7 separate regions of the Mus musculus genome follow, and regions 1, 3, 4, 5, 6 and 7 are each linked to region 2. Evidence: chromatin contacts called from public Micro-C, promoter capture Hi-C and targeted proximity ligation data. All regions are on one chromosome and are shown on one strand. The core of a region is the stretch at or near the end of the contact, and the rest is flanking DNA. Distances in the headings are between cores, read along the strand shown.

The links. Promoter capture Hi-C pulls out the DNA fragments that hold promoters and counts their contacts. A called contact is a pair of places that touch in the nucleus more often than the background predicts.
Region 1: a contact with region 2 is called in a targeted proximity ligation map of astrocytes, with 4 times the contacts expected there. A contact is called at or near these places in 7 of 39 promoter capture datasets (the HPC-7 cell line, cranial neural crest, embryonic stem cells and 3 more), 2 of 484 Hi-C or Micro-C datasets (LSK cells and cardiomyocytes) and 4 of 130 datasets of targeted methods (astrocytes, embryonic stem cells, forebrain and 1 more).
Region 3: a Micro-C map of embryonic stem cells shows a contact between it and region 2, with 19 times the contacts expected there. A contact is called at or near these places in 3 of 39 promoter capture datasets (embryonic stem cells and stem cell-derived epiblast-like cells), 15 of 484 Hi-C or Micro-C datasets (all in embryonic stem cells), 6 of 130 datasets of targeted methods (astrocytes and embryonic stem cells) and 1 of 9 other capture datasets (embryonic stem cells).
Region 4: a contact with region 2 is called in a targeted proximity ligation map of embryonic stem cells, with 6 times the contacts expected there. A contact is called at or near these places in 1 of 39 promoter capture datasets (embryonic stem cells) and 2 of 130 datasets of targeted methods (embryonic stem cells and fetal liver).
Region 5: a promoter capture Hi-C map of hippocampal neurons shows a contact between it and region 2, with 5 times the contacts expected there. A contact is called at or near these places in 8 of 39 promoter capture datasets (cranial neural crest, embryonic stem cells, frontonasal cranial neural crest and 5 more), 3 of 484 Hi-C or Micro-C datasets (embryonic stem cells and uterus), 7 of 130 datasets of targeted methods (VIP interneurons, astrocytes, cardiomyocytes and 4 more) and 1 of 9 other capture datasets (embryonic stem cells).
Region 6: a contact with region 2 is called in a promoter capture Hi-C map of liver. A contact is called at or near these places in 7 of 39 promoter capture datasets (cranial neural crest, embryonic stem cells, frontonasal cranial neural crest and 3 more), 11 of 130 datasets of targeted methods (VIP interneurons, cardiomyocytes, embryonic forebrain and 8 more) and 1 of 9 other capture datasets (embryonic stem cells).
Region 7: a contact with region 2 is called in a targeted proximity ligation map of cardiomyocytes, with 13 times the contacts expected there. A contact is called at or near these places in 4 of 39 promoter capture datasets (cranial neural crest, frontonasal cranial neural crest, hippocampal neurons and 1 more) and 6 of 130 datasets of targeted methods (astrocytes, cardiomyocytes, embryonic forebrain and 3 more).

The regions. Positions count from the first base shown.
Region 1 is chr19:18,711,970-18,714,669 of GRCm38.p6, reverse strand. D030056L22Rik (RIKEN cDNA D030056L22 gene) reads right to left here and starts at 1,435. Exons shown (of 2, transcript NM_001374130.1): 1 at 1,011-1,435. The coding sequence starts at 1,346.
Region 2 is chr19:17,836,248-17,838,947 of GRCm38.p6, reverse strand. Pcsk5 (proprotein convertase subtilisin/kexin type 5) reads left to right here and starts at 1,316. Exons shown (of 38, transcript NM_001190483.2): 1 at 1,316-1,993. The coding sequence starts at 1,796.
Region 3 is chr19:16,872,565-16,875,264 of GRCm38.p6, reverse strand. Foxb2 (forkhead box B2) reads left to right here and starts at 1,435. Exons shown (of 1, transcript NM_008023.2): 1 at 1,435-2,700. The coding sequence starts at 1,625.
Region 4 is chr19:18,748,443-18,751,142 of GRCm38.p6, reverse strand. It overlaps Trpm6 (transient receptor potential cation channel, subfamily M, member 6), which reads right to left and starts at 1,413. Exons shown (of 39, transcript NM_153417.2): 1 at 1,101-1,413. The coding sequence starts at 1,112. Gm41814 (a long non-coding RNA gene) reads left to right here and starts at 1,368. Exons shown (of 3, transcript XR_877745.3): 1 at 1,368-1,714; 2 at 2,662-2,700.
Region 5 is chr19:18,630,516-18,633,215 of GRCm38.p6, reverse strand. Ostf1 (osteoclast stimulating factor 1) reads left to right here and starts at 1,403. Exons shown (of 10, transcript NM_017375.3): 1 at 1,403-1,596. The coding sequence starts at 1,563. Nmrk1 (nicotinamide riboside kinase 1) reads right to left here and starts at 1,200. Exons shown (of 9, transcript NM_145497.2): 1 at 1,135-1,200.
Region 6 is chr19:18,567,812-18,570,511 of GRCm38.p6, reverse strand. No RefSeq gene overlaps it. Among named protein-coding and RNA genes, the nearest start is that of Ostf1, 63 kb to the left of the region's middle.
Region 7 is chr19:18,669,312-18,672,011 of GRCm38.p6, reverse strand. Carnmt1 (carnosine N-methyltransferase 1) reads right to left here and starts at 1,253. Exons shown (of 8, transcript NM_026120.5): 1 at 810-1,253. The coding sequence starts at 1,012.

The DNA of each region.
Region 1 (2,700 bases), core at 186-2,685, 880 kb before region 2:
TCTGCTTAAGAAACCAGTAACTTTCACCTAAAAACAGTGAGTGTAGTATTGAAAGATAATCTCCCTGAACGCCTTTAATCTCAGCACTCGAAAGGCAAGAGGAAATGTGGATCTCTGGGTTCGAGGCCAGCCTGGTCCAGGACAGCCAGGGCTACACGAAGAGAAAATTTCCGTTATCTTATCAACTTTGTTATAAAATAACTAGAAAAGGACACTGAGCAGACGCATGCCAAGGTGGCTGAGTTTGGCGAGCTCTAAGAATCACCCTTGCTTCTTCACCTCATGCTCCACCAACTTATGCAAGAACTGCTTTAAAGAAGGCTCTTGAGTCCCTAAGTCGGGCCAATGCTGTGCGATACATATATAGTATGGGTTATAACTCACTCGAAGGCCGGGCAGTGGTGGCCCACGCCTTTAATCCCAGCACTTGGGAGGCAGTGGCAGGCGGATTTCTGAGTTCAAGGCCAGCCTGGTCTACAGAGTGAGTTCCAGGACAGCCAGGGCTACACATAGATAAACCCTGTCTGAAAAAGCAAAACACTCACTTTAAGTTTTCTAGTCACGTGTCTAAAAATAAAATTAACAAACAGTACACCCAATATGCGGCAAGTTGCTTCGTGTGTAACACAGTTCAGAACCCGACCCTTTATCTTAAAACATATTTGGCGCTCCTACTCTTCTTACACTTAAAACACATAAGTTTGGTCAAGTTATATTTCTAGTGTATTCTGTCTGATCACATGGCTAGCGGCTACCAAAACAAAGCAGCGGAGAGGACAGTGAGTCCAACAATCCATTCTCACAGCACTGAACATTAGGAGTTAACAGGTCCTCTGATGAATGCTACTGGAAAGCATGCTAGAAGTTCTACAGCATTCCCCATCAAATTAAACGCCTCTCTCCCGTTGGTCACTGAGCTGACCCTCTAGGGTCCAGCCCGTCTGGCCCACTCGATGGCCCGACTTCCGCGGCCTGGCACCGAGCTCCGGGCTAGTGAGTAGCGGACCTACCTGGCTGTGCACCCCGTCGGCTACCTGCGGGCTGCCCGCGCTTTCTACTCTGTCGCCGCCGCCCGCGGCCCGGGGTTCCTCCTGCTCGCCAGGAGGTGGCTCTCCGGGCTCCCGGCTACAGCCCTGCAGCTCCTGTCTGTCGTCCCCGCCGCCGCGTCGCTTGCGGGGCGCAGACGCAGGCTCCGCCATGATCCCCGCGTCCCCCTGGCGCTTGAGGGGCCGAGCCGTCCCAGACGGCGGGACCCAGAGCGGCGGCTCCTCGGGGAAGTCGCTGAGCAGGAGCCGCTTCCAAGGCACGCGGAACGTGAGCGGCTCAGCCGCACGCCGCTTGGCCATGGGCCAGGGACGAGGGTCGCGCGGGCGGCGGGCGGAGGGCGAAGGGCAGCGCAGAGCTCGGCTGTCCCGAGGGCGGACGAGACGTTGTGGGGGAGCCACCGCGCAGCGCCGGAGTTTCGAACCTGCGCCGTGATGCGCGCGCACCTGCGCCCATCCAGCACAGCCGCTGGTTGGTGGAGGCTCGCGGTTCGCGTTCCCGAGCGCCCTTGCGGCCGGAAGTGCGCCCTCTGAGGGGGCGGGGCATGGGGATGTGGATGGAAGGAGGCCGCTACCCCCTGGCGGCCTTCTTTTGACTTGCACGGTTGTTCGCATTCCCCTGTGTGTGCGCCTCTCGGTCCCCAAGCGAGGACTCGGGCAGGAGCGGCCGAAAGACTCCGCGGCCTCAGAGGTCCCAGCGGCAAGTGCGCTGGGGCCCTTTCCTCTGTGCTGCGATCCTGGGGCGGCGGAAGTGTCTGCTTAGCCCGCAGCGGCCTGCAGGTTCCAGGACCTCTCCAGTGGGTGGTGTCTTGGCAGAAAAATGTAAACCGTGGCAGAAATAAGTCCGTACTTTTTTTTTTTTTTTTTTTTTTGGTAAAAAGCAAAAAGTAACTAAAGGATAGGGTGCTTGCCTACCATGCCCAAGGCCTTAGATTCTATCCCCAGTGCTGCAAGGATAAGGAGAAAACGCAGTAACCAAACAAAACTAAGGAAAAAACAAAACAAACAAAAAGAAACCAAGCCCATCAACGCTCCGGAGAAACATTCTTTCTAGGGCATGGTAGAGCTGTTTTAGCTGATAGGTACTGTGTATGGGTGTATTTATGAATATGCGCCATGTGCATGCTTAAATATCTCTAGATGTAGTTGTAAGCCATCTACACAGAGAAACTTCCTTCCAGCACTGGGGATTGAACCTACGGCCTTGGGCATGGGAGGCAAGATCTCTATCCTTGAGTTACTTTTTGCTTTTACCGAAAGACTAAAATACTGGCTCAAACAAACCCATCACGGTTTGCATTGGTGGGAGGACAGCAAATAACCAACAAGCACAAACAGCGTTATCGGTAGTGTACAGAAAGTTCTGTTTGATCGCTCCATTTCCTGTTTGCACTTGGTAATTCTTCCACCTGGAACAAATGATAAATTCGCCATTGCCATTTTCACACTAGTGACACAGATGATTTGTTGTGCGGAGACCATGTTCCAACACAATAGAATACAACATGGGCAGGTGTGTTCCTTCTGTTCTCCAGAATCTTGCTGCCCTCCCCCCACCCCGCCCCTCATTCCTTGTGATACTTAGCATTATGTACACAAGGTAGTATAAAGCATATGCATAGCTAAAATGACCGTAACACGCAAGTGTCCCTGCCTG
Region 2 (2,700 bases), core at 67-2,566:
ATAAATAAATCAATAGAATGCATGCCTTTCTGCAGCATGTATCTGCTTTTCTCATCTACCTCTTGATCTGTAATGTATGGGCATTGTTATTTGAATTTGTTTGAAAGAAAAAAAATATAATCTATTTATACAATATGCAAAATCTATAAAATTTATGCTCCAAGGTGCTAGTAGATTTAAGCTTGCAGATATCCTTCAGACAGTTAAATCATCCTGAGATGGGTTAATCTCAGACACAGTCAACTAGTCTTTAGGAAGAATGACAAGGGATTGGAAGAGGAGAGGGATAGGATGTGAGGGCTTCGGACAGCTGCTTCTTTTAAGGTTAGGCAAACCATTTCATAAAGACCAATTTTTCTTTTTACAAGAAACTACTCTTTGGCCCCTCACCTGCAAAAGACAAGGTGGTTAGAGAAGTCTGAAGAAGGCCAGACACCATTCCCTGTTGTGTCTGAAGTCATGGTACTTTAACGCAGACTTGGTGGCATTTCATCTGACTTCCTCTGTGGTCCTTTTTATATTACTCTCCCCCTCTGCTCTGGTGACATACTTGGAAAGTTGGAAAACTCTCCTTGCTGAGGTAAATGAAGCCCTTGGAGATAAGGACACAGAAACGAATGACCGAATGGCCGCTCCCTTGGAACCCACACTTATCCGTTCTCTAGTACTGTAGATATTCATAGAAATATCTTTCCATGCTCTAAGCAGGGATTTCACCCTCCTGTGATGTTGCTGCTGAGTATCAGAATGGCTGATCTCCCAAGTCAACAGGCGACAGACTTTTGGCTTTGGCTTTTGTAAGAGTGAATGATACTTAACTGTCCTGTGTGACAGCTTCTCCGGGGAGCAGAATGCGCAAAATAAACAGTTACTGAAAAGCATAAAGAATTAGTGAAGTGAAAATCTCGATATTTGTTTTGAAATTGAGACAGGAGTGACCTTAAAATGCTCAGTCCTGGGCGTTTAGCGCCGGGATGAATGAATCTTTGCCCATACTTCCCTCTCATTATCCTGTAAATCTTAGACTTTCCAGAGTAACGGGAAATTAATTCAAATGCAGCCCGGCGGAATAAAAAGGATAGAAATCAAGACTCCGGAGGCACTCTCCTCTCAGCCCTTTGGGGAGAGGACTTCACTGGCCCGACCCTGGAGTTTACAGCAGGGAGAACAGGGAGGCGCTAGGACCTGGGTGGCTCCTGGCTGAGGCCCCGCTCGTGAGGGCGGAGGAGTAGAGGAGGAGGGAGATGTGGGAAAGGAGGGGTGCTCCGGGGGGCGGGGGAGTCATTTATGCGGAGCGGGCGCCGCTGCCGTCGCCACTCACAGTCCCGGCGCGCTGCTCGGAGCCGGAGGGAGCGCAGCGAGAGGGCGAGCGAGCGAGCGAGCGCTTGGAGCCGGGTTCAGCAGAGGGGGCGCCCGGCCGCTGCTTGCGCTCCGGCCGGTCGTTTCCACGGAGCTCCAGGGCCGGAGAGGAGCAAGAGGCAAACGAAGAGTCCAAGAGCAAAGCCGGGAGAGCCCGCGGCGGAGGCTCCAGTCCCACTCCGCCGCCTCCCGTGCAAGCCGGGGAGCGATCGCTCAACGCCCCGCCGGCCCAGAGCCCGTCACCCCGTCCCCTCTGCCCCAGGCATGGTCTAAGAGCCTGAGAGGGGCTAGCTGTTCTGCTCTGCTCCCGGGCTCTCAGCCTCCTACCGACCGCTCCCGGCTGCGCGCCCCGCCGGCCCAGGCCGGAGAAGTTAGTTGTGCGCGCTGCTTAGCGCGCGAGCCAGCGGGCGGGCGAAGGCGGCGAAGCGTCGGGACCATGGACTGGGACTGGGGGAACCGCTGCAGCCGCCCGGGACGGCGGGACCTGCTGTGCGTGCTGGCACTGCTCGCCGGCTGTCTGCTCCCGGTATGCCGGACGCGCGTCTACACCAACCACTGGGCAGTGAAGATCGCCGGCGGCTTCGCGGAGGCAGATCGCATAGCCAGCAAGTACGGATTCATCAACGTAGGACAGGTAACCAACCCCCGGTGACACAGGCTCTGCACCCAGAAGCTAGTCGTTTGGGGGCTTCTTGTCCCCTCCGCTTCGACCCCTCCCCCTTTTCCAGATGTGCTTCTGCAGCTGTGGCCCGAACTCTAGGGCGATGCTCTCTCCAACGCGCTCGTTGCACAGTCACACACATGCCCCGAAGTTGCTGGGATCTCTGTTTAATTTGTTTTTACAAGCAATGAGGGACAGGTAGGGTCTGTGGAAAATATGGAGTGCCCTTGGACAGGTTGAGACTCGCCTGGACCTTTGGACCTGGGAAGTCCAGAAGCGCTATTTAGCTTGAGGAAATAGCCCTGCGAGTGGCTGTGGCAGGGAAGGTTGAGACTTTTGGAGGCCAAGGAGTGAGAACGCCCCTGGTTCTAACTGGGAGAGAAAAGCCTGGATTAACCTCCTGGGCCACAGAATTGCTGTGCTCTGGAGGGCTTTGAGTGCGGCGTCTGGAAGGGAGGTGGTGGGGAGAGAGGAAGGGGGCGGGACACTGGGAGGGAAGCACGGATTTAGGGGGGTCCTGGCTGCTGCCTCTCTTGGCCAGGATCCAAATGTGGGCCCCCGGAGCTGGGTGGGGAGGAACCTGGGAGACATTGAAAGCGGCTGAAATGTTCTGCTCCGGGAACTTGGGAATCTTCTACTGGCGTGGAACCTGGGGTACCCGGTTGTGGCGTGTGGCAGGA
Region 3 (2,700 bases), core at 186-2,685, 960 kb after region 2:
TTCCCCTGCCTCTAATATCGCCACCCCAAAGAGACCTCACGCCGTCTGTCCGCCCCTTTCAGGAAGACGTGTTGGAGTTTCTCCACCCGCCAAGCTTCTTGCCTCCTAATTCCCTGCCTATTATCTTTCTGCCCCCTAAATCAAGGTTCTGGGGTGCAAAGAGCAATTCGTGCCTCGCTGAACCTGCCAAAAAATGGGCCGATCTGTAGGCCCCAGCTCTTCTTTCTATTGGTTTCCACTTACAACCCTCTGGGCGTCTCTGTTTCTCCAAGAGAAAAGGAGCTGGAGACAAAGGTGCTCCAAACTGGAGACCTAAATGGCTAGGCCACCGGGAAACTAAGGGAGAGTGGGTGAAAAGACTGAATGATAAAGGGAGAGAGCTATGCAAGACCTGACGGGTGAGAAAGCAGTGCCGTGCCCCCTTGCTGTGGAACAGCAGACCCCCACAACTAGACAGTGACCCCTTCTCAGTGGTCAGACGGCTGAAGCCTGGGCTGGCAAGCGGGAAGTGAAAGCGAAGGGTCGGGGTGACCAGTGGAAATGGAGAAGGGGCGGAGACGAGAAATTGTGCCTTCTTGCCCCTTCTTCAGCAAAAGAAGAGGCTGTGGAGGCGGCGGCGGCGGAGTCCCTCAGCCTCGGTCATGTGATAGTCTCGAAGCGCAAGCTGCAGGGGTCTCGGCGTCTCGGGGACCATTACAAAACGCAGCCAGGAGAGCGCGTCGCTGCCACAGCAGCGCGTCTTCTCAAAACCCGCGGGGCAGAGCGGCTGCAGCTGCAGCTCAGACGGCTGTTCGGACCGGGCGAGCCGGGTCCTAGCCTGTCTACGCAGACGCCCCCTGCAGCCTGCGGCTAGCTCCGGGAGTTCTGACACCGTCCCCTCCATAGAGCCTGACGGTGGGCGCCGCTGCTGTAGACAGCACCAAACTTTTTTCTTGGAACCACCACCTAGAGCTCGGTGCCTCTTCCATTTTCAGCTTGCCTGCAGATCTCCTGAAAAAAGAGGGTACGTACGTACAGTAGCGGATAGGAAAGTGCGCGCTCCCTCTCTCTCTTCTTACCCTGTCTACCCCTTTTTGTAAGATTTGAACTCCAGCGCGGACAGACCCAGTACCAGGTCAGCTTCCAGGGTCGAAAGATCGGTCACCAGTGGCCTCGGGACAGCTAGTGTGGACTCGAGCTTAAAAAGCCAGTCTTCATTATCCAGTTGGTTTGATCTGAGCTGCCTTTGTACCGATAAAGGGAAAAGAGACCAAAAAGAAACTCATTCCACAGCCTTTCGCTCCAGAGCTCAAGTCTAGTCATCCAAGAGGAGGACGAGACGGAGAAAAGCAAGGTAAAGCTGGCGAGTCTCTCTGGCTACTGTGAGGGCCTGCCCACGACAGTCAAGACCAGAAGTTGTGAGCGCCATAAAACTGTATTGGCTCAAAAAGCCAATTGCGGGGACCCGGGGCAGCTCCCCGAAGGAGGAGGACCAAGGCAAAAGGGGTCTGGGGACCAAGAAAGCTGGGGATCAGGCTGCGCAGGTGGAGAGAGAATTAGTGGGGACACTTAAGCCTGGTATCCGGCTTTCCGAGAGGCGTTAAGGCCCACTGTGGGCCGGACGGAAGTGGAAGAGCCTGGGAAGATGCCACGGCCAGGGAAGAGTTCCTACAGCGACCAAAAGCCGCCCTACTCTTACATCTCACTGACCGCCATGGCCATCCAGCATTCGGCTGAGAAGATGCTGCCTCTGAGCGACATCTACAAGTTCATCATGGAGCGCTTCCCCTACTACCGCGAGCACACGCAGCGCTGGCAGAACAGCCTGCGCCACAACCTCTCCTTCAACGACTGTTTCATCAAGATCCCTCGGAGGCCGGACCAACCCGGTAAGGGCAGCTTCTGGGCGCTACACCCTGACTGCGGTGACATGTTCGAGAACGGCAGCTTCCTGCGGCGCCGCAAGCGCTTCAAGGTGCTACGCGCAGACCACGCTCACCTACACTCAGGAAGCAGCAAGGGCGCGCCCGGCACGGGGCCAGGAGGTCACCTGCATCCCCACCATCCCCACCACGCACACCACCACCACCACCATCACCACCACGCCGCACACCATCACCACCATCACCACCCGCCGCAGCCGCCCCCGCCGCCGCCGCCGCACATGGTGCCCTATTTCCACCAGCAGCCGGCTCCGGCTCCGCAGCCTCCACACCTCCCGTCGCAGCCCGCGCAGCAGCCACAGCCGCAGTCGCAGCCTCCGCAGACGTCCCATCCCGGCAAGATGCAGGAGGCGGCGGCCGTGGCGGCGGCCGCAGCAGCGGCGGCGGCCGCAGCGGTGGGCAGCGTGGGGCGTCTGTCTCAGTTCCCACCCTACGGGCTGGGCTCGGCCGCCGCCGCCGCCGCTGCAGCCGCCGCGTCCACCACAGGCTTCAAACATCCGTTCGCCATAGAGAACATCATCGGGCGGGACTACAAGGGCGTGCTGCAGGCTGGAGGGTTGCCTTTGGCGTCGGTCATGCACCACTTGGGCTACCCCGTGCCGGGCCAGCTCAGCAATGTTGTCGGCTCCGTGTGGCCTCATGTTGGCGTGATGGATTCGGTAGCCGCGGCTGCCGCTGCTGCCGCCGCAGCTGGGGTCCCGGTAGGCCCGGAGTATGGGGCATTCGGGGTGCCAGTCAAGGCTCTGTGCCACTCGGCAAACCAGAGCCTGCCAGCTGT
Region 4 (2,700 bases), core at 164-2,663, 910 kb before region 2:
AGCTAAATATCTAATGCTATATTGGTTGTGGAACAATCCAAAGCAAAGAATAAATTAATGCATCAAAGTCATATGGGAGCCTAAACGGCAGCTCATCAAGTATATAAACTCAATTGTCCTGCTAGCCTGATAACGAAGAATTATCTCCAGGTGTCACAGGGGATAGAGAGAACCAGTTCCTGAAGCTGTCCTCGGCTCTCATGGCATCCCGCGGTAATTCACATGATAGTGCTTACCGGGACAAAGAAACTGAAGACTACATTTTCCCTGAGCAGTTAAGAGTGACGCTGTTATGTAGAACAAACCATCACCAGCACGTGTATGACTAGATGATCCCTGCTCTCTCTATGCCTTGACATGACGTCACATCTCAATTCTACTTTTCTCCCTCAGTTTCATTTTCTCCCCCAAAGGAAGGAGGTTGGGGGAAGAGTGATGCCATTTAAGACACTACAGAATTATTGGCAGGATGAAACAGTTAAGTCAGGCCTGATGATGCAGACCTGTTGTCCCAGCTACTGAAAGACGCTGAACAGGCTGCGAATGTAGCTCCATGGTAGAGAGCTTGGATACTGGAGGTCCTAGGACCAATCCCCAGTACAGGAGGAAAAGGAACGCTCTTGCAACTTTGTCAAACACATTAAACATTATCACATCCCACTTAATCTTCAAATAGTACTTTCCAGTTGCTCCAAATGTGAAAGCTGAAGCAAATAACAAAACTTTCAGGGTTACAGGTGGTGATGGAGCAGAGACGTCAGTTCAAACTGCCTGAGAAGAGACCAAAAAAATGTGTCCTATCAGCCCGCCCGGGTTGAAATGAGCCAATGTGTGTGGCAAGCCTGAACTCTGCCTGCACACTTCGGGAACAATAAATAATACTATTTCTCACACAAAGTGTGGAAGTAAAGAAGAACCCGTAAAGGTGACAGGCAGCTTGTTCCCCGGTTGTCCTATAGGACACCCAGCCAGGCACAGCACCTCAAGCGCTGGGCTAGGCGCTGTCACTCTCCAGGATCTAGGAACCTTGATCCCATGCAGGAGCCCCGCAGTAACAGGGACAGGGGCCAATGCGAACATCTTCAGGCCCAACTTTTTACCTTGACCTGCATTCTCACCACCACAGGAGCCGAAGCGACAGCGAATTCCTCCTCGTCCGGGACACCTCCCAGGACTCGATTCCTCCTGGACTCGGACTCCGGAGTCCGGGACTCACACGCGCGCCCTGCCGCCTCGACCCTGGGTTCGGTTTCCGCTCGGCCCTGACCCAGCTCCAGGCCGGTCCCAACTCCCGGAAGAAAGACTGCGGGTCCTGCCCTTCGGAAGGGTCCACGCGGTTGCCAAAACCTCAGCTACGATAATCATGTTCGGGTGGAGACTAGAGGACTTGAAAGCTAGCATTTCGCAAATCCTACCTATTCGAGATCGCAGTTAGATACGCGTGCGCCTGGCTCCACCCACTGCCACCTGGGGCCCTGGGCCTGACCCCTGTTCATAGGAGAGCACTCAGCTGCAGGTCCGGCTTTCATCCTAGATTTTTCCAGGCCAGCAACCAAAACAATGTCTGAGCTTTTGACTGTGGAATCAATCTGGGCTCCACCTGCACATGGACGCTGTCTTTTACAGCCCTGAGGAGTTTTCACAATGCCTGTTGGGCTCTGTTAACGCCTCTGTAGGAAAGACATGACTCCAAAGAAGTTTGGCTGCTGATCAGGTATGGTCACTGTCATCAGACAAATTTTAGATTCTTGGGTCAGAGCTTTAGGTGAGGAGACGGTCGGTTTACGTTCTCTGTGTTTCTGAAATGCCCATGAGTTGCTGAGCATGACGAGAGACTCTTCCGGGCCTCAGTTTACTTACCTATACAGAGAGAATAATAAAGAAAACCCACCTTTCTCACAGAGACTACACTGAACAAACACAGTGACCTTGCTTTATTTATGAAGTGTCATACGGGGCTGGTGAGATGGCTCAGTGGGTAAGAGCACCCGACTGCTCCTCCTCTGAAGGTCCGGAGTTCAAATCCCAGCAACCACATGGTGGCTCACAACCATCCATAATGAGATCTGACTCCCTCTTCTGGAGTGTCTGAAGACAGCTACAGTGTACTTACATATAATAAATAAATAAGTCTTTAAAAAAAAAAAAAGAAGTATCATACAAACGCTCTCCGTTATTTTGGGGAAGAGCTTTCTCTGACTAGGTAGGCAATCTTGACCAAGACTATGGTCAGTGATTTCCAATGTATCTCTATGTATTGGAAGAGGAGACATATGGGAGACATGATACTCAGGGGATTACACATACTATAATGAACAATACTAGGCATTTATGACTTTAAATTAGTGACACCTACTATTTAGTCCAGTCCAAATTTTTGCCTGGTGAGCTCACACTTGCCGACACAGTTAATAAAATTTGTTTCCTCATTTATTTCTCTGTGTGGTTTCAGTGACTTTTTTTTTTTTTTTTTTGCCTTGTTAGTAAATCAGTATGTTGGTATCTTGATGCTTTGTCTATTAAGAAATGAAAAGTCCTTTCCTCTCGTTTACCTCCTCAAATTGTTAATGATCTATAGACAGGCACAGATGCTCTTATAAGGCAAAGCAGAGTCTTCTGACTTGTTCCTTCAGAGATCATCTCTGTTAACACTCTTCACAGCCCTAAGGCCTGGGAATTCAACCATCAACAGACTCACCC
Region 5 (2,700 bases), core at 154-2,653, 790 kb before region 2:
AACTCCACCATCAATCAAATCTGAGAAACACAAGAGCAAACACACATGCTCTTCAGATGACTTCAAGGCCCAGGTTTCAGGACTTCCGTGAGGTTCAGGCTACAGTTATCTGGATACGCTCCCATGAATAGGACTAATTTCAACTTTGAACCCTTTTGGTAAGCAGAAATCCCCCACAGGTAGAGTTCCTGGTAAGCAAGGCCTGGGGGCATAGCCATGACCAAGCTCCTGCTAACCTTTGCCCCTTGAAGTTTCAGTCACTTTTTTCCCCGTAAATTAACCTTCAATAGACATGTTGAAGGTCCATTTTGTGGAGGTTCTTTTTTAAAAAGTTGCTTTCTTACATTTGTATCTAGGTTGCGGTGCATGTGTGTGGGCAGGTGCATGCCATGGTTCACCACAGAACACATGCTCAGGTCATAGGTCTCCTGGGAGTTCTCTTTCCAAAGTGTGGGTGCTAGAGGCTGAACTCTGCTCATCAGGTTTGGCAGCAGGGGCAGCTGGACCATTGTGCTGACCCTGTAGTTTCTTACATAACCAGTATTTTCATTTTTATTACCCCTAATATACAATAGGCATATAATATTGACTGTGACATTGTGAGTTTACTTATGTGTGAACATAAACTCTCGTGTTGGGCAACTTGTATAAAGTACCAGCCAGTAGTATAGTTTTGACTTCGCGGGTAACTATTCAACTCTGAAATTGTAATAAGAAAGCCAATGCATAAGCAAACGAGCATGCTGTGTTCTAATAAAATTTTATGGTCACGGAAATCTAAGTTTCCCCTAACTTTCGTGTGCCACAAAATACTATGCTTTTGTCTCAGCTATTTAAAAAACGCCAAAAGCACTGTTAGAAGTCTTTATAAAAGCCAGGCAGCAAGTGGGTTGGAGTTTGTTAACCAGATGCTGTAGAAAAAGCTGTCCTGTCCCGTGGGGGATCAAGACCCGATTCTCCAGCTAGCAAATGTGGGGTCTCCTACAGCTAGCAGTGTCTAGTTGCTTTTTAGGAGCATCTAAGTCCCACCGCGGTTTCCCTAGACACGATCAGGTTCCTGGTACATACAGCGAAGGAGACTCTTGAAGATTCCCAGGCCTCGCCGTGTGTACGCAGCAGGCAGTGGGTACTCACCGAAGCGGGTTCGAATCCTTCCCAGCAGGGTCGCAGAGCAAGCTTCAAGAGCGTTTCATGCCTACCACTGCCCGGTGCTCACCTAGGCAGCGAAGTCCACTGCGCTTTCATAGCCTCCCCTACGCAGGGCCTGAGGGCGTGGCTACTGTAAAGCTCCTCCCCCAAGAGAAAGGCGGGGCTCCGGCGTGCCGGAGCAGGCTGGACCTCTGAGGTTCGGCCGGGCTCCCCGCCGCAGCCAATCAGCAGCCGGCGAGGCGCGGCCACTTCCTGGTGGGAAGGCCGGGCTGTCTGCGGAGCTCGCTGGTCCGAGTGTCCCGCATCGGGTTGCGCGCGGATCCGGAGCGGCCGCGGCCAGCGCAGGCTTGGCGCCCAGTTCTCGTGTGCGTGTGGGGCTCCCGCGGCTGAGCCTGGTCGCTCCGTGTAGCGCCATGTCCAAGCCACCTCCCAAACCGGTCAAACCAGGTAAGAGTGGTGTGCGCTGCGCGTGCGGGTCTCCAGGCTGCGGGACCCGGTGCTCGAGTTCCCGAGGAGCGTCCTCGGACTCTGTCCACACGGCTCGCCAGGACGTTCTAGCGGTGTGGTGGCAGCACCTCGGTCGCGGCCACTTCCTCATATTTCGCCCTGTCGCTGTCAAGTTGGAGTTCTTGACCGGCAGGCGAACGGGAAGTGCGCTGCGGCTGGGTGGGGTTTGCGCCCGGGCTGGAGCGGGCCAGGGACCCGAGGTCTCCCGGGAGCTTTGGAGAGCTGCTCGGGCGCTGCCAGCGGGACAGCCGGGCTGCAACCCTCTCGGCTCCTAGCTTTAGGCAGTGTCGCTCTGTCATGCATCCTAGTGTTTTTGCTTAGGGTGACTCTCGCGAACTAAACTGGAGAGAGTACGAAGTTCCTCAAAGCAGTTTTCTTGACCGCCCTTCCTGGTTCACTTTTAAAAACGTTGTTCTTAGAGTGTTTTCTGTGATATGGAGAAACGAGACTAAATAAACTCGTGGGAATTTTCATTTGGATAGGGAATTGACAGGGATCGTAAAAAAATGGGAGATGAATGTTTGATGAATTCCCAGACCCCTTTTCCTAATCTCCTGCAGCTTTGGTATTACAAAGGCTGAAAGCCATTTACATCAACTTTTATAGCTGCTTATGCTGCTGCTTCAGTGATTTTTTTTTTTTTTTTTTTTTGCCCTTGAGGTTGTTTTATTGGTTTTGCTTTGCTTGTTTGTTTGTTTTACTAAAGTGACAGTCACTTCAACTTCAATAATTATCCAGTTTCCTTCTTTTGTGGCAGCATCAAGCCCCTGACTTTGAAAATAATGCACACATATTTGTGAAACAGGCATTCGCTGTCGACGTAAATTCTGTAGGGCCGGAATATGAAGGAAGTGGCTCAGACTGGCTTTGGCCTGAGCAGAGGCTGGGCGGGTGCTGGTTGAGGCTGCCCTCGACGTGAAATCTGAGAAGTTTGCAATTTGCAATTTAGATGCGGATGTATGAGGTGGCAGTTTTGTAAACTCTGCTGTAAGTCAGTAAGTACCTCGAGGGTCCAACTAAGCTGAGTTCTTTGATGGCTGAACA
Region 6 (2,700 bases), core at 37-2,536, 730 kb before region 2:
CTACAAACCATTTCTAAAGCCCCGAAAATCACAGGGTATGATATATCACAGCAACAACACTGTTTCTTTCAGGCTACCATTTTTTTTATTTATTAATTTTAGTTTTGCTCTTCCTCCCAATTCCTCCCATAACCACCTTCTTCCACCTCTCCCCAACTTTGTGTCCTCTTGTCAAAACAACTATAATCCAATTTGTGCTGCACATATAAACTCCTGGGTGTGGGACAATCCATTTTAATATGGGTGACCTAGTAGGGGCCACACCCTGAAAGAAAACCAACTTTTCTCCAGAAGCCAAGGACTGTGGGTAGATTGTCAGGTGAGGAGTAGAGACCTGTGAACTCTTTCTGCTATGCTAGAATAGTGACTTAGTTGATCTTGGGCAAGCAACTAGAGCTGACCTGAGTTCATGAGTACAGTTGTTCTGTTGTGTCTAGAGAACAGTTAAACTATGGTCCTTTCCAATCTCTACCTCTTATTTTCTTTGATTCTCTGATGCCAATTTAAGACACAAAACTGCCTGGTGTTCTTCTGTCTTCTTTCTGGTAAGAGCCAGTGGTCGCAATAGTTCAGAGAATGGTGGCTAGTGTAGTAAACACTTCAGAAGTGGGGCTGGATTTTAGACAGGCCCAAATTACCATTTCACTTGGGAAAAGTAGAGATTAATTCTTACTCTCTTGAGTCTCTGATGACTTTCGGGACATGCTTCACTGGTAGACAGCAATGATGTGGGCCTCTGGGAACTAGGGCTATGTTATATGAAGTCAGCCAGCTTCTGCTCAGGTCTCTTGGAACCTAGTAGGCAGGGAACCAGAGTAGCCCCCTGGGGAGGACACCAGCCTGTAGCTGAAAGCTGTTGGTCATCTCCCTCTGACAGCTAGGACAAGCATGTCCTAAGTCCAGAAGGGAGCCATCTTGGATTCAGATCCTTCAACCCTTGAGAAATCACCTTAGCTGATACTTGAAGTGGTGTGAATACTCAGGCAATCTTTTACTGTAATCTTGATCTGCAAAACCGTGAGTGAAATAAAATTGCCATATTTAAGCCACCAACTCTTATGGTTATTTGATATCTGTTATGTGTGTCACATAACTACATTTCCCATGCTACTTAATTCTCACAATAACCCTAGGAGTGATGTGCTATTATGTCATTTTGATGGTAATGAACTTGACCCAAAGGTGTTAATTTGCCCAAATGACTAGCTAGCCAGGGTGATGGGAACTGAGTCAAGCTTTGATTGTAGCTCACATCAAACTTTTGAGCTAAGCTGCAAATCAATTGTACTATTTGAGTTTCAGTTTACACAAAAATACAAACTTGCCAAAGGTCATGAGTCTTTCAGAAGTCAGATTGCCTGTTTTTAATCTTCAGATCACAGAGTTTTATAAACCACTGAGACATTTTGGAGATACCCAGCGTGTAAGCTGTCCCCCCTTTCCCTGTATTAATGGAATGGTTACTGGTCTCTGATAGCCACTCAGATCACTTGAGTAACGCACAGAGACGTTTTAAGAGGTAAGAAATGAAACAGAAGCCACAAGTTGCACAACTGCCCCCAGAAGCCATCCTGGCTGTCAAGACTGCCTAAGCCCAAAGGATCTGCATTTGCAGCATAAGCTTTTAGCACCAGCTTATTTACCTTTAGTTCAAGACAAATGCTCAAATGCTTTCTAGTAATTGCAAAGGACTCTTACCACTTAGAGATACGATTCTCGACTGTCCGGCTTTCCTCCTTCTCATACAATTCTGATGTCTCTACATAGACCTTGCCCCTTTCCTTTTGCCCGAAATCCACACTTTGGCAAACCTCCATGCCCCTTAGCACCCTCCCCTAGTGACCTTAGTTGAGACATGTCATCGTTCTCATGAGTGTGAGTCCCATGCTCCAGGAAGCCAATACACCAGCCCCGTTTTTTGGTCACAGCTGCCTTCTATTTGGTGGGTGGAATTTAATGGTGGGAAAAAGCAAGGCATAACAATGAGACATTACACTGAAGGTTTGCCTAGTTTTCTGGGGCATGATTTTTCATAGCTCAGAGGCTGTGAAAATGAGGCCACATTGTTTGCTCTTCAGACTGGCAGTGGCTGCGGTCCCAGTATGCTAGCACATGTCTCTTCTCTGTGAATGTGTACTCCAGTTATTCTTCTGCATGACCACCTGTGGGGCAATGGGCTATGCACAGAGAGCCTGGTCTCCAGTTGAGCATAGGTCTTGAACCCCCGGTGGGATTGGTGGGTGGTAATTTCCACCTACATGGGACAGAAGGCATTCAATCAAGTCTCCTGGACCCCTGGCTCCTGTCAAAGTTACTGTCCCCACAGCCCCCACAGGAGAGGCGCGTGGTTATCTGTCACGTAGACAATGTCCCAAGCTTGTGGCATTCTGGCTAGACTCCTCCCCACAGTTACCTAACAACAGGAAGATAGCCCAGCCTACTATAAGAGAGACTGCTTGGCCCCACCTCTCTCTCTCTTTAAGCTTTCACCTTTCTTATTCTCTAGCTCTCTTTCTCTTTCCCTTCTCCCCTCTCTCCATGTGGCCATGCCCGGTCTCTCTCTCTCTTTCTACCTTCTCTCTTTTCCCCTGCCTTTCTACAAAAAAGCTCTAAAACCATAGACTAGCTCTGATCATGAAGGCCCACCATGCTTGAACAATGGGATAGGCTTTCTCCTAACGAGCTGCGTATAAGTGCCCG
Region 7 (2,700 bases), core at 4-2,503, 830 kb before region 2:
GTTCAATTCAAAACAGTAACAAAGTAATAGAACCACCGCGCAAGACTGATTAGGGCTGTTGGGGGAGTGTCCTCTTTTGCCACTATGTTTTATTTTTAAAATAGAGCTTCAACAGCATTGCCAAACACAGTGCCATAAAAGTAAGGTTCGTCCTTGCCCTCGATGGGAGTCAGACCTGGGCAAAGAGTTACATATATAAACAACTGTAATACAAATAGCAACAGAGTACCACCTAGGTTGGTTTGATCCGCACACGAGGTCACGCTCATCTCTCTGGTTCTAACCACAGGTTCAGAACACAGTGGACTGTGTCGCTTACGGATATAAATGTACTAACTCTCCTTGCCCAAAACCCCGGGTGCACGAAGACGCGAACAGATCTGTACTTGGGCATTCTCATTGGGCTATCTGAACACCTATCCAGACCATATGTAGAAGTTAGGAAGCTGCGATACGAATGGAGAGCCTACAGAAGAGTCCCACAACCATGCCTAGCCCACGAGAGGAATTCCGTACTTACTCGCAGACCACAAGAACATAAAGCCGGCTCCGGTGCCCGCTCTCTTTTTTCCTTACCAAGATGCACATTTTGCAACTCCGGGATCTCTTCCTCCCTCCACCATCCGGTCAGAGCCACTCGGCAGCACCGTTCAGTTCTCTACAAAAAGTGCACACTCGCTCCGGCGGCTCCGGGTGAGGTGGGAGGCAGCCCCACGGGACCGCCCGCGCGCAGGTGACCGCGGGCTCCGCGAACCAGCCACGAGGCGGGCCCCGAGACTGCGGCGTGCGGGCGGGCGGGCGCGCCTTACCCGTAGTAGCGGAACGCGTTGATGACCTTCCAGAAGTGCTCGCGCTCCAGCCGCTCCTCGTCCTCGGCGGTGCCGCGCGCCGGGGGCCCCGCAGGCGCGGCCGAGCCCAAACGCCCGGCGGAGAACTGCACCTCCACGTCCTCGCTTCGCCCGCCGTCCTGGGCCGGTTGAGACGCGGGCGGAGCGCGCTGTCGTCGCTGCATCGCCGCCGCGGCCCACGGCGTGACCCGCCTGCGCTTCCCGGCTCCCGAGTGCGTGGTGGCGAACGGCCGGGCCTCCTCTAGACGGCGCCGGCCGCGGCCGAGGCCCCCGCTCGCGGCACGCCCCGCCCCCGCCGCCCTCAGGCCTCCATTCGCGCTGCGCTCCGCCAGGGTTTCGGGACCCGCGCACGCGCCGACGACCAGGCTAAGGCCGCGGCCGCCCGCGTTCATTCGCTGCCGGGCTTCCGCTACGACGCGCTGACGTCCGAATACGCTTAGAGGGCGGGGTCTAGGGCCAGCTGGAGGAGGAGCTCCTTTGCTGGGGGCGGTGCTAGAGCAGCAGGCACCAATGAGAGCCAGTGGGCGGGGCCACGAATCTGGCCCGCTGGAGTGGGACGGGCTCTGAGGCTGGAAAGGAAGGGCAAGAGAAAGAAAAAGTGGGTTTTCAGGAATTGATTTTGAATGTTTTAACTTTAGAAACTCAAAAAGGCAAGGTCTTAAGTTAGCCCTTGAAACTCGTTTTCTAAGTGGATTCCCTTTAAGCACCCATGAAGGCACAATTAAGAGTGCTTCAGGGAAAAGTCCAAGTTGCAGAATCAGAAGACATTCCATTAGCTGGGAGATGAACCAGAGTCAGTGTTTCCAATCAAACCTTCAGAAAACTGAGAAGCAAGCCCTGAAGGTTTGTGAGCTGGTCGCTCGTCTTGTAAATTCACTCCACAATGACATCAGTGACCTCCTTGCTCAGGATGTCATGGCTATGGGAATAGTTACTGGCAGCATAGCATCTTCCTCGCCTGTGATGAGCTACTCGAGATAGAAATGTAGCAGAGCCCCAGATCTTAGAAGGCCCTGAGACCTTAGCTCACCTGAATCTATGATGAAGTGCCGTTAAGGCTGTAAAACTCAGCACACAGACAGCACCACTGCCAAAGTAAAACAAAGGCTGAATCCATCAAAGTCCATAGCTCCGGGGAAGTCTGTAAATGTACTTGCTTTTTAGCTCTTGGACGTCTGCTTCTGGCTACCTGTTCTTGCTAACTTTAGTGTGTCAACCCAAAACATAATTTTTGTGTATAAAGGTCATCCTGCAAGAGGCTCACTGCTACACTGGGATCCCGAACATCCGGTGTCGTCAATGGCCGGCTAATCGAGCTTTCCATTGGCTTAAACCCATGTCTGAACAGTCCTCTCTGGTGGACACCTCACAACAGAAGAACTGACAGTAGGCGTTAGTGTGATCTTCATCCGTGACTGAGTTCCAATTCTACAAACACTGCTCTGAGCCCTTGCCTCTTGCCAGTGCCTGTCTCCCCAAATAAGGTGAATAGGGTCTTCTCAACAATGGCCCTGTCACTTGGTATCTTGTCATAAAACTGGATACCATGTCCCAGGAAGTAGAGCCCTCAGCAGGGATTGCCCATCTGGACTCCAGTCTTGTCAAAGTGGATACATACAGATGCTCTCATAAACCTGAGACTGGTAGCACTCTGTGCCAACAGAGGAATTAGAGGATGGTGTTTCAGTCTCTCTCTCTCTCCCCCCCCTCCCCCGCCCTCTGTGTGTGTGGCGGGGGGGGGGGGGGGGGGGGGGAAGGTGTAGAATCTCACTATGTACTCCTGGCTGGCCTAAAACTCAAGAGATCCCATCAGACAGTAATGGCTCACCTTTAATCCCAGCATTTTGGGAAG